3 separate regions of the Mus musculus genome follow, and regions 1 and 3 are each linked to region 2. The links are chromatin contacts, called in public HiChIP or PLAC-seq and promoter capture Hi-C maps. All regions are on one chromosome and are shown on one strand. Each heading gives the region's core, a stretch centred on a gene start, on an enhancer-like site or on the middle of the called end of the contact. The rest is flanking DNA. Distances are from core to core; before and after follow the strand shown.

The links. Promoter capture Hi-C pulls out the DNA fragments that hold promoters and counts their contacts. HiChIP or PLAC-seq counts read pairs in DNA pulled down with a chosen protein or histone mark.
Region 1: a contact with region 2 is called in a FOXA1 HiChIP or PLAC-seq map of pancreatic cancer cells. The contact joins two enhancer-like sites. A contact is called at or near these places in 5 of 115 datasets of contacts at active chromatin or transcription factors (embryonic basal ganglia, embryonic stem cells, extraembryonic endoderm stem cells and 2 more).
Region 3: a promoter capture Hi-C map of embryonic stem cells shows a contact between it and region 2, with 2.4 times the contacts expected there. The contact joins the promoter of 4930434B07Rik here to the enhancer-like site in region 2. A contact is called at or near these places in 3 of 39 promoter capture datasets (embryonic stem cells and liver), 1 of 484 Hi-C or Micro-C datasets (muscle stem cells), 1 of 115 datasets of contacts at active chromatin or transcription factors (pancreatic cancer cells) and 1 of 9 other capture datasets (embryonic stem cells).

What each region holds. Positions count from the first base shown.
Region 1 is chr1:90,184,469-90,188,859 of GRCm38.p6, forward strand. No RefSeq gene overlaps it. Among named protein-coding and RNA genes, the nearest start is that of Ackr3, 17 kb to the right of the region's middle. Within about 2 kb of position 1,688, at least 9 of the 459 cell types and tissues checked have an H3K27ac peak or open chromatin away from gene starts, as enhancers often do. A contact at or near this core is called in pancreatic cancer cells, where this site is marked.
Region 2 is chr1:90,517,288-90,521,422 of GRCm38.p6, forward strand. It overlaps Gm35048 (a long non-coding RNA gene), which reads left to right. Exons shown (of 3, transcript XR_878394.1): 2 at 854-1,437; 3 at 3,061-3,127. Among named protein-coding and RNA genes, the nearest start is that of Gm35048, 13 kb to the left of the region's middle. Within about 2 kb of position 2,339, at least 47 of the 459 cell types and tissues checked have an H3K27ac peak or open chromatin away from gene starts, as enhancers often do. A contact at or near this core is called in embryonic stem cells, muscle stem cells and pancreatic cancer cells, where this site is marked.
Region 3 is chr1:90,150,918-90,155,100 of GRCm38.p6, forward strand. It overlaps 4930434B07Rik (a long non-coding RNA gene), which reads left to right and starts at 2,575. Exons shown (of 4, transcript XR_878374.2): 1 at 2,575-2,821; 2 at 3,156-3,340; 3 at 3,478-3,716. It overlaps Iqca (IQ motif containing with AAA domain), which reads right to left and starts at 2,519. Exons shown (of 19, transcript NM_001368722.1): 1 at 2,248-2,519. The coding sequence starts at 2,258.

The DNA.
Region 1 (4,391 bases), core at 438-2,937, 330 kb before region 2:
AGGCAATTCTTCACAGCAGATTCGGAGCTTTAATGGAGTAGGTTTTGGTTGAAAGTTCATTTCATTAGGAATCTGAAGGTTCTATGCCCCAGTATAGGGGACTGCCAGAGCCAGGAAGCAGGAATGGGAGGGTTGGTGAGCAGGGTGGGGGGAAGGAGTAGGGGGCTTTCAGAGGGGAAATTAGGAAAGGGGATAACATTTGAAATGTAAATAAAGAAAATATCTAATTAAAAAATACAAAAAAGAGAAAAAGTTGAAAGTTTTCCATCATGGAAAAAGAAAGAGAGAAAGAAAGAAAGAAAGAAAGAAAGAAAGATAAGAAAACCTGAGAATAAAATTGAAAGAGACCTTGAGACATCAGTGAGAGATGGACTGAGTGACAGGAGTGGTCTGAATGGATGTAGAAGATATCCAGAGTGTCACCAGCCACTTACATGACATAGAGGTAATACTGTACCCCATAACACATTCACCAGGACAAACAGATGTTGCCTCGTCTCTTTTTATCATAATAAGTACCCCACACACACAAAAAAAATCTAGGTTTTAATGTATACTTTCTTACATTTTAAATTGTAGCCATTTTCATACTAATTTTGATTTGTCCCATGTTGTTTATTACTCTAAATGTTTACATATTCCTTCCTTCCTTTGTAATTCTCAAAGGCAGTTTTGCTTTTCATAGGAATTCTGGAAGAGAACAATGAAATTGCCTAAGAATCTAAAAGAAAAGTTATCTCCCTTTATTAAACTTTTTCTTTATTGAGAGGGTTTCACGTGTAGCTCAGGCTAGCCCTGCACTCCTTGTTCTCCTACTTCCACTTCCCAAACACTGGGGTTTACAAGCGAGCCCTTAAGGCTGTGCTTAAGAGCGTTAGTATTTTGTTCCATTTTAGAAGAAAGCAGAGGCCACCATCATGTGCCAAGAGCAGGCTACGTGATGGTATATCTTACATGAGATGTGTATGTTGGAATTCCCTTGAGGAATAGGACCCGTGAATGGCAGTAGAGTGCCAAGGGACATGTTTACTTTGACTCACACAGTGTGGACTGGGCAGTCCAAGAGTGGCTGCATGCAGGAGAGGCAGAGAAGTCCTGAATTGCTCACTCCACAAAGGTGAACCTCAAGAGCCCCAATCTGGCACTGGAGACCTGCAGAGCTCCTGGAGAGTCATCATCAGTCCATGTTGGAAGGTATTAAAAAGCTGTGCTCCAGTGTCCCCGGTGTCCCTGAGGATGGCGACAGCAGCTCCAGCAGTGACACACTCTGCAAGAAGCTAAAGTGAGCTAACAGCACTGTCCCCACCTCAGACCTCTCTATCTGAGCCATTGCTGAAAGGCGCCACCCACCCTGGAGGACACTTCTCTCATTTTTGTTCACCCTTCCTGGAAAAACATGCACAGACCCATCCAGAGCTATATCTTTGAGGTGATTCTACATCTAACCAAACTGCAGTCAGGATTAACCATCCTGGGATTATCTATCCTCCTCCTTTAGCTCCAGTGTTGGCTCTTTTCTCAACCACCCACCTACCCTTCCAGCTTTGGGACTGGGAACAAGATGGGAACAAATCCACTCTGGCTGGAGTGAGGTTGCAGGCATACCCCTCATCTTTCAGTAGTACCAGTAGAGTCACATCTTGACTAGCCATGTTGCCTGCAGAGCTGGAAGGATGACTCTAGGTGTTCCTCATTGGCACAGCTAGCCTTCTGGAGTCCATAACTATCAGCTAGCTATAGCTGGTGGCCCAAGTCAGCCTATGAGGCAACCTCACCTACATAGTAGCACTTGGGAGTGTGTTGGCAGGGTCCATCACAGGGAAGCAGACACGCAGAGCCTATGGTGTGGTGGAGGATGCTCGTCTCCTCCCCCATTGCCACTGTGTGTGAAAGAGCAGGAACAGGATACAGCTGGGCCGGGAGGCTTGTGCCAAGTCCATGATTCATCTAGAAGGGGATGGGCCGTGTCTGGTGTGACACCCTATGGCTCTGGTAGGTAGAAAATGTGGTGAAGCCAGGTGTACCTTTAAGAAGAGTGCCACAGATGTGTGTGAGACCTGTCTAGGGGACAGATGAATGAGCACTGCCCACAGACCATAATTTTCTTCATGAGACTGCGTCTGCAGGTTGTGGCAGGCAGAGGGTGTCTGTCTTCAGCCATGGAACCGTTGATCTGTTCAGATGCCCATCAGCTCATCTGAGACAAACTCTGGATTGAAAGTTAGGGAGCTCCCAGTTCTACTGACACCAACCACATTGCCATAGGGTGGAATCCGGTTCTGGCTTTGCTCTGTTCCCGTGGTCATGAGAAAGTCTGTCTCTGGCCAGTCTATGCAGTGATGGTGAAGAGGGAGCAAAGCTGGTGGCGTCCTTTCTGCCTTGGGCTGTGCCTGGACCCAGTGAACCCTGCTGCCAGAATAAGGATAGATTTCTTGCTCCGTGCACTAGCCAGGCTGGGTACTTTTCCAGAGCTGGGGTGAAGGAATCCTCTCAGTTTCCAGGGATTCTGTTACAACTGGAGAACCAACATGTGCAAAACAAAACCAACCAAACAAACCAACCACCACCAACCAACCAACCAACCGTGTATGTGCCTGACAGCTGTGAACTTAGCTGTCCTTCCTTAGATGCCATCTGTCTTGTCATTGTGTGATGATAACGTCTTTCATCGGCCTGGAGCTTGGCCATTAGGTAAGGCTGGATGGCCAGTGAGCTCTAAGAACCTATCTGTCCCGGCCTTGCCAGCTCTAGGAACACAAGAGCACAGTACCCCACCCAGCCTTATGTGAGTTCAGTGGAAGAACCCTGATCCTTATGCTTTCGAGGCAGGCACTTTACCGACCAAGCTATTATCCCAGCCTGAGCCAACAGCTCTCTTCAATTCTGGGCAGGATAAGCAGGTGGATCTGAGTCTTCCCAAGATGGTCAGAGGTTGACTTAACCCTAAGCTCAGGCTAGGCTGCAGACAGGGCGTGCAGTATTTTGAACTTGGGGTTCTTCATCTGTGAAACAAGGACATTTAACAGCCTCTTCAGGGATGTTGCCAGGGCTCCGGAATAGACTCTTGTTTCAAGTGTATGGCTGTCCTTCTTTTCATTGATAATGAAGCTGTTCACTATGTCATGTACCATTGTGCAGAGATGTCCTGCTGGGCAGAGGCAGGAATGGCTTACACCTCTCCACGAGGCACCTGGGGAGAGGCCACCTGTGGGGAGCCGCCCTCACATTCAACGTTGCAAGATGGCGCTGACATCCTGTGTTCTAAGTGGTAAACAAATAATCTGCACATGTGCCAAGGGTAGTTCTCCACCCCATGTGCTCTGCCTTCCCCGTGACGACAACTCGGCCGATGGGCTGCAGCCAATCAGGGAGTGACACGTCCTAGGCGGAGGATAATTCTCCTTAAAAGGGACGGGGTTTTGCCATTCTCTCTCTTGCTTTCTTGTTCTTTTTCTCTCTCTTGCTCGCTGGCTCTCTGGCTCTCTGGCTCTCTTGCTCTCTGGCTCCTGAAGATGTAAGCAATAAAGCTTTTGCCGCAGAAGATTCCGGTTTGTTGCATCTTTCCTGGCCGGTCGCGAACGTGTGTAAGAGCCAACCTGCTTCTTAGTTTATGTCACCCTTGGGTGACAACCCCTGTTATAGAACTATCTTTTTTCTCCCCTTCTGGGGGCGTTATTTTCTTTGGATGCCCTGTCTCAGTTTTCCAGCCTCTCTTAGCACTGATGGAAATACACATCTTGCATCCATCTGAGGGCAAAGGTGATACTATTGGGTGATATGATATTGCCTTACTTCTATGTTAGCCTCTTGAAACTCAGGGCACCTTCTATGTGCCAGCCACAGACAGGAGTCTGGTTTCTCACGCCACCAGCCCTGCATCTCACATCCCTTCTCACTTGGCCACTTCCAGGTCCCCGCTGTGCTTTTGACCTGGGGCATCTGCTTCCAGGCCAGTCTGGTTGTAGCAAAGAAAACAAACTCTAGATGCTTCTGTAAGCACGCAGGAAGTGCTGGTCCGTGATACCCAGAGGCATACGGAACCAGGCAGGGACATGCACCATGAGGGATCCTGGGTAGCTAGCATGATAGGGGTCCTTGGTTCAACCCTTGTCTGTGGGAAGCAAAACCAGGAAGCAGCAGGCTCATGCACTAACCGATACTAGCATGCAAGTGGGTGCCATCCTGCCTCGTCACTTGTCCCTCTTCTGATCCAGTATGAGAGTCTCTGCAAGGCCAAGTGGAGGGTTTGTAGCAGCAAAACGTGCCTTGGGCTGCTGAGAACTATGCCCAGTCATTTCCAGTGCCAGCCGACTCTGACTGATAGCGCAGCCTAGCCCTCCGAGGCCTGGTTCTGCTGGTCAGTCTGTTTCCTCTGTTTTCCCGATCTTGCA
Region 2 (4,135 bases), core at 1,089-3,588:
GCTTTCTCCATGTTAAGATCCGGGGTCAGTGAGATGGCTCAGCAGGTAAAGGTGCTTGCTGCCAAATGTGACAATCTGAGTTCAATCCCCAGGACCTACCCACATGATAGAAGGAGAGAACCAATCCTTGAATGTTGCCCTCTGGCCTCTTCATGTATGCCATGGTGCAGAGAAAGAAGGAGAGTGAGAGAGAATACAAAGTCAATAAAATATGGAAATATGGAAAAGTTTCACTCAATGGTAGTATACTTGCCTAGATAATACAAGGCCTGGACTGCACCCCCCACACACACACACACCCCTGAAATCAAATCAGGAATTCTGTGGAATGCTGTTACATCTGTTTGACTCAGTGACATGTTTGAAAGGACTGCCCTTCCCACACTGTTGGGCAGTGTGCCAGTCTTCACAAGTGGGAAAGCATGTGCTCAGGTGGGTTCTGAACTGGCCTGCCCACAGCACGCAAGCCCTTTTCCTTAGTGTGGATTCTTAATGGGCCATGATAGATAGTCGTGCACGAGGTTCAGCCCGCTTCCTCTGCACTGAGGTAGCCATGTTTTCCTTGACCTTTGGGATTTCAACTTTCAGAAGCAGCTTGTCAAACACTGCAAACACACTGTCAGGTTTCGATGAGGGTTCCTTTGAGTCTGTAGATCTCCCTGAGCAGCACTGCCATCCTGGCAGGATTGGGTTTTCTATCAAAAACACCACCGTGTCATCTCTCATCTTAGGTATAACTGAAATCTTAAAACAAAGATCTGATTTCTTGTAGCACATAGACATGCCTGCCCAAGCCCATTTATCATAGTGAAAAAGATTGTAACGTCCATTATTTTGGGTATTTCTCATTCAGAAGAGGAGATGCGTGCTCCAGAACTCCCACTGGCTATTAGCTGTGGTTGCCATGGCTGCCGCTGATATCATCACCATTGACAAGGACGTCACATCATCGTTATGGCTTCCACTCTGTTGCTGTTTGGATTTTCTTCATCCAGATGATGGGGTTTGTGATCTCCTCCGAAGACTTTTGAAGAATAGGGTAAGGGAAGTTTGTGAGCAATGTTCATCAATTAGGACCCCATCAAGGAAGTGCAGGGTCACTCTCATCTCTCACATCCCAGACTCCTTTCGGGAAAACAAGCAAGAATGATTTGGATAGAGATGTGAAGATAGAGATATGGAAAAGTGCTCATCCCCAGGACAACACCCCTCCTAAGCCCCCATCGCTTCACTGTCCCCAGGACACACAACTCTGCCATTAACCTCATGTGCGGATGAAGAAAACAGAGCCCAGGGTTGTGAATCCTAGCCCCAAGTAGACTCATCTCTCTGCCACTTGGGCATGCTTTAAATCTTCACATTCAAACTGCCACTTTGCACGTTGTGGAAACCATCCCAGCAGCCCTGGGCCTGTGGGGAAAGGCTCTGGCCACAGAGGTAAGAGGGCTTCCTCTGGCTTGCAGTTTGCTCTGCTTCCACCTGGCTCCCTGCTGTAAGCCAATCAGCTAGCCTCTAAACTCAGCTCCCAGGGTGCTCTTCAGACGCACAAATTCCAGCAGTAAATAGCAAAACTGTTAGACCAGATTAAATTTGCCAAAGTGACTTCGGCCTAGCTGAGAAAAATGGACCCCCCTTGAAATGATGCTTTGTCAGCCAAGAGTAACAAAAGCCTGGCTAGAAACCCTTTTGGTTAATTATTCAACAAGCTGAACACATGCTAGGGGGACTTGGCTGAGGCCTTGCGCCCACAGAGGGTGGAGGAGATGTGAACCCCGTTTAATTTATTTTTCATTCCTGTCCTCTGCCTTTCTTTGCTAACAAAATGGTCCCGCGGGGGGAATTCCCTGGTTTTGACATTGGGAATCTGCGGGACCTGCCTGGAAGGTGACTAATGGTGAGCCGAAGAGTGTGGTCAGAGAGAGGAAAGGGAGTGGGACAGAAGGGAGATAAAGGAGGAATTATGGGAATGGGGATGAAGGGGAGGGGCCGCAAACATGGGAGGCAACCTCGTCTTCGCTTCCACTGCGTTTTTCTTGCCACAGGAAAAGGCAAGTGTGTGCTGTAAAAGACTTCTTGTTTTGGGGAGGAATTGATTCTTTGAAGAACAAAACCGCCGGTGCGACACTGGCTGAGGGTGACACACCCACTCTGTTTTTCTAGAAGGTTCTATGGCATCCCAGGAGGAATGCAAACACACCCAAACAAACATACCCACACCCTCTTCTATTTTACCCTTTGTATCTATCTTTGCTTTTGAAGAAGCCTGGTAAGTATGTCTCTTTATTCTGGAGAAAAGTGTCTGGTGGGAGATTTCTTTGCCGCTTTCTATGGACACCTGGGCCACACCCCTTAGGCCTCCTCTGTCAGCATCTGCTGGTTTAGCACTGCTCTGGGCTTTGTGTTTAGAGTGGTTCAGGCTTGGCCTTTGTGTAATCTCCACCCCCCCACCCCCACCCCAGCCCTCAGGCAGAAAGCCCATCTCACACTGGGGGTGGGGGCTGGGGGTGGGAGTTCCAGGCAGGCCACTGCTTGCTCTGCACACACCTTTATGTTCTCTCTCTCTCCTTTCCCCCTCCTCACCTCCCTCCCTCCCTCCTTCCCTCCCTCCCTCCCTCTTCTCTCTCTATCTCTTTCCAAGACTTCTTCCAAGTCTTTCTTGTGAAGAAATGCTTCTTCAGTCTGAATTTAAGGCATTTTACGACACAGTGGGCCTTTCTCCTAAATGTTACAGCATTGACTTGTCAGGAGCAGGGCAGGCCCACACACCCCTTGCTCTCTGTTAATCCTCACCCATATGGCATTAATTTAGCACTTTCACGAATCCCCGTTCTACCTCCTTCCACCAGCACTTAACAACATCCCAGTTAGCCCTCCATTCACTTACCACATCTATCCACTGGTAATGTATCCGTCCAGGCTCTTGAATACAAAGTCTGTCAATACTGAGGGATGAGAGTAGGGGTCCTGGGTTCCGAATGCTGTAGGCCTGGCCTGGTATGGTGTAAACTTCATCTCCTGGGGAGGGGAGTGAGAGGCTTAACTGGCTTTCTCTGTGCACAGGCTACCTGACCACTAGGATGAAAGAAGCCACAGGAGCAGCTGCAAAGAACACTCCTCCATCTTAGAGACAAGACAACCAAAGCTAGACAACACACCCTCGCTGTTTATTTCCATCATGGTCCCTACGGAAAGCAGGAGTGGAGGCTGATGAGAGAAAAGATGACTTTCTGTAGTTCGAGGAAGGTGAGAAGTGAGAATTCCCCACCTCCACCCCGGTAAGCTTGCCACTCCCGTGGAAAAGTTTTGCTGGGTCTCTGATCCTGTCCTAGTGGGGGAAGCAGTGTCCTGCTGCAACTCTCTCTCTCTGGAATGAAGTTTAAGAATACCTCAGTAGGCTGGGCGGGAGACCCCATGCACAAGTGGCAGTGCCGGGTCAGGACAGAGCAGGGGCCATCCACAGTGATGGGTCCCAAGAAGACTGACAAGTAAGAAGTGCTCTCATCTCCATACTGCTGAGGCTGCAGAGCTGAGAGGCTAGGTCACTCAATGGACACCGAGTGGCCAGCAGCCTGGCATTCCCCTGCTGTCTCCGCCCCAGACACAGAAATGATACACTTTTCCAAACGCCTGTGTCAAAAGCATCTCATCCTAAAGGGTCCCAAGGATCCTGGGAATACAGAAGCAGACTCTGGGCTGTAAGGAGGCCAAACCTGCTTCGGTGCTCAATTGCTCTGGGCCTTGAGTGGCCCCAAGGCTCTTCCACATAAGAAGCCTGAGTTCCCCAGCCAGAAACTGGTGTTCTATGACCCTGGGCAGTAGCTGGATGCTTAAAGCTTCATCACATGTAACTCACAGGAGGAGCTGGGGTGATGCCTCAGTTGGGATAGTGCTTCCAGGATAATTGTGAGGACCTGCTTTCCTCTGAACCATCCATGGGAAAAGCTGGGCGAGGAGGCAGTTACTTGTAATCCCAGCAGGAGGGAGGCACAGGTAGGAGGCTCCCTAGGACTCTGTGGCCAGCCAGCTTAGCTTCGTTGTTGAAGCGAGCAGGAGTCCCAGTGAGAAGCTCCGGTTCAAAATCCAAGGTAGGGTGTGGCTGACAGATGGTGCCATGGTTAAAAGTGCTGGTTGGGCA
Region 3 (4,183 bases), core at 1,325-3,824, 370 kb before region 2:
ATCTCGGCAGCTCGGCACACTGCAGAGAGTAGTTGTTTCCCTCCAAAAGGCGTTTTTGAGATTAAGCATCTAGAAAGCCAGGCATAATCCAGGAGCCCAGATCCACCGTCATAGCTCATAGGTATGTCATTACTGAACCCCACTGCCTTTTTATATCTCTGTGAAGGAAAGAGATTGTAAGTTGAACCATCGTATAAGTCAGAGGCTGTCTGTAAACAGAGTCTGTCCTAAGTCGATTTCTGTGAGTGACTTCCTACACTCATACCGAGTGCAAGCTCACTCAGGTTGTAACACAAGTCAGGTCTTCTCTCTGTTTAACGCCAAAGAACCTGTGGTGCCACCTTCCTGCTCTGAGAGAGACCTAGTCCTTCCCCCTCCTCTCTCTCTCTCTCTCTCTCTCTCTCTCTCTCTCTCTCTCTCTGTGTGTGTGTGTGTGTGTGTGTGTGTGTGTGTGTTGAGGGTATAGGTTGGTGTGTTGGGGATGCTCTCTAAGGTTGGGGTCCCCTTCTGCATAGAACTACATAGCCTTCTGTCATGGCTGTGTGCTGCTGTTCCAGGGACCTCCTGGCTGTCCATACCACCTCTAGACTCCCTCTCTTCTCATTCCTAGCTGTGAGTTCTATGTCCTCAGTGGCTGACATTACTTCCCTCTGTGTTCTCTTTCCTATTCCCTTCTCTCAGAACACTCTATTTTGCCTTTCCTCCAGATGTTTGGCTATACTCAGTTTTGTTAAATAAAACTGATACCCAACACTGTCTGCTGGCCCAAGTGCTCCCAATGGCTCCCATTATCAAGGGTGGCACGCGTTTCCTCCTGGCCTCCTCCTCCTCCCTCACCACTGGGTATTTTTGTTTCTTTGTTTGTTTTTTGTTTTGTTTTGTTTTGTTTTTTAGATTTATTTATTTTGTATGTGTGAGTACACTGGTAAACTGTAGCTGTCTTCAGACACACCAGAAGAGGGCATCGGGTCCCATTACAGAGGGTTGTGAGCCACCAAGCAGTGGCTGGGAATTGAACTCAGGACCTCTGGAAGAACAGACAATGCTCTTAACAGCTGAGCCATTTCTCCAGCTCTGTAAGCTGAGTTTTTCCATTCAAAACTCCCTGCCTCCCCTGTCCTCCGTCACAGCGACCGCCTCATCCCTTTCTGCTGTGGGAAACTCTCAGGCCTTCACTGCACCGGCTCCCCTCTCCCATGTCCAGAATGATCTTTCTGGCCCATCACTCCACGGTCAGTTACGAGCAGAGACCTTAGGCTGCTAATGTGGCTTCCAGTCTTGCCTCTTCATAGACTCATGCCAGGATCACTGGGTAGAGCCTGCTCTCTCTCTCTCTCTCTCTCTCTCTCTCTCTCTCTTTCTCTCTCTCTCTCTCTCCACCATTTTCCCATGGAGGAAGGGGTTTTGGATCCTTTGCCGTGCTAGCTCTTCTTCCCGCTGATCCGGGCTCGCCCTCTTACCTACACTTATTCTGTGTCTCCTATGGACCATCCTGGGTCCACACTGTCAAGTTCCTACTTCATCTCTATGAAGCTAAGAGCTGATATTCAACAGCCTTCCTTCGAGTTCCACAGGCTGCATGCATGCAGTCTGCTTTCCTGGTCTCCCCACACCCCACTCCTCACTTCCAGGCTTAGGTTTCCTGAAAGTCAGTATTGGGAGGCTGGGGGTAGGCTGGAGCTGGAGCTGGAGCTGTGGTATACAGCTGTTACACATTGACGCTGTGAGCCACTGCCCCATGAGGATGTCTCTTCAACAAGATGGAAACAGCACGCAGAGCTACAGCTTTACAGGATGGCTGTGGCCATGGCTGGGCCCTGAAACTTACTCCAGTCAAGCCATACCGTGTGCTCCCAATGTGAAGTAAGTGCAGAGCCAGGTACACAGGGTGGGGACAGACACACACAGGGCAACAGCCTCGGGGTTGGGCTGGGAAATAGGGTATTGCTGCTTCCCCCAGATCTTTCTGGAGCTCGATCTAGGGACTGGTGTTTCCACAAGCAACCCCTTCATGACTAATAGAAAAGCCACCTCGGTCACCCATGACATGTGATGAAGGCCTGGAGGTCCTCCCCTGGGGAAGGAGGGAAACAGTCTAGTGTTCCTTGCTGAGACAGGGAGAGTCATTTCTGAGGCACATTGAACTTGATAAAAGATAAAAAGGAGGAGGGAGGAGGGAGGGGGAAAGGCAGAAGCCACCCTGCCCAGGCGACCCCCCCACTAAGGCAATAGTAACCCACCACTTACAGGTTCGACATGGTTGGCCTCTTTCTGTCTTTCCTTCACCCACAGGAAAGCTTTTCCTTGGCCTCTAAAGGCTGGCCTACTGCCGAAGTTGGGGGAACTCCCCCTAGAGGTTTTCAGAGGTTGGGGATTCCTCTGGAGGGAGGAACAGGGACTGAGGACAGCCTGTCTCTTAGGGCAGGGAGAGGCTTGGCAGGGTTGGTGACCTGTGGCCACCCTCCTGGAGAGCAGGCTCTGACTGGGATTCCCTCGCTCCGGTTGCTGCCTCGGGCTCTGGAACCCCACTTCTCCCACTAGAGCGTCTTCAGGTGGCCCCTAGCAACAGGAACTCTACATCTGAGCAGTGCCTGCTTATGTTTCCGTTTCCGTGGCAACTGCAAGGCAGGGCGCGAGGAGCTAGGGGCGAGGCAAGTTCTGCAGCTGACCGGGTGGGAGGAGCTACGTCCGGCTCTCCAGGTCCTGCTTTGTCTCTGTCTGGAGTCTCTGACATCTTCCCATCTTCAGAGTGGGTGCAGAAGTTGCGCACTTTGGCAAGCGCAGAGGCCGGCACTCCATAAAAGAGAAGTGCCCTGTTTATGTGAGCCGTCAGCGACCCGCAAAAAGGCTTTTCTTAGTTTTCATTCTTAGTTAACGTTAAAATTTAGTGGCAAACTTTACAAAGAATCTGCAGTTCCTTTAGGGGCATGCCCTGAATCGCACAATAGAGAGACAGGATTCGGGGAGGGAGGAAAATGTGGGGGGAAAGTGGAGAAGAGGGAGAGGGGAAAGAGGAGAGCCAACGCAGGAAGCAACAGACCCAAACCACAGACCATTATCGAGGGAGGGAACAAAGGAGGTACGAACCTCTCCCCAACCCTGTAGCAGTATGAACCTCCATCTAGAGGCTGCAATGGAGTCCTGATTTATGCTAGGCCCAGTTCCCCAAGTCTTTGTGGAGAAAGCAGCCAGCCAGACAACACACCAAGGGTCCCAGGGATGTTTTTTTGATGAAAGGGTTCAACAGAGAAAGGAATTGGGAAAAGCTGAGAAAGGCCAGGCACAACTCAGCATGTCCTGACTTCGAGGAGCCGGAATCAGCCATAGTGACTGTGGCTGGGTAAGATGGAGACTCATGGGCTGCTCAAAAGGGTTAGCTGGTGTTCCTGGGGGGCGGGGGAGGAGGAGCTTCTAGGGCTCTGGAGATTGGTTAATTCCTTGGGGGAGAAATATGCGGGCCTGACTTTTGATCCCTAGCACCCATGGGGAAAAGCCAGGTTCTGTGGCACACATCTTTGAAGCCTGTGCAGACAAGACGATCCCTGGTGTGCACTGCTAGCCGATCTAGTCTGTTCTGTGAGCTCCAGGCTCAGGAAGAGACTCCATCTGAAAAAATAAATGAGGTGAAGAGCAGTCCAGGAAGAAACCTGATGTTGATTCTGGCCTTTATCTATGTGCCCGCCCACAATTCATGGAAATACAAAGAGACATCTAAGGTGGGATGGGGGAAATAGAGAGAAGGAGGGAGAGAGAAGGAGGGAGGGAGGGAGGGAGGGAGGGAGGGAGGGAGGGAGGGAGGGAGGGAGGGAGGGAGAGAGAGTTTTCTTGCTATGTTCTGGGAGAACCAAGAGATGGCAAGACAACACCAGGAGCCATGCTGGCTGTCAGCAACAAGTGCTTTCAGTGCCAAATACAAAGTGCAAAGCTCTCGAGGGGAGAGTGGGAGCCACTTAGTGCTCAAATAGGAAAACCATCAGGACCTTAACTAGCGTGTTAAATGTCAAGAGAGAACTCAGGACCCCACAGCTTGACCATAAGAGCTTTCATAAATTACCTTGATCTACTTGCATTCCCAGGCGGAGGTAGAAGGAATAACTCAGTCAGCGCTCAGCTGGGAGAGGGCAGTGCCAGCTGCTGTATGAAGTCAATGCAAGTCACACACACACACAAGCTCATCAAAACA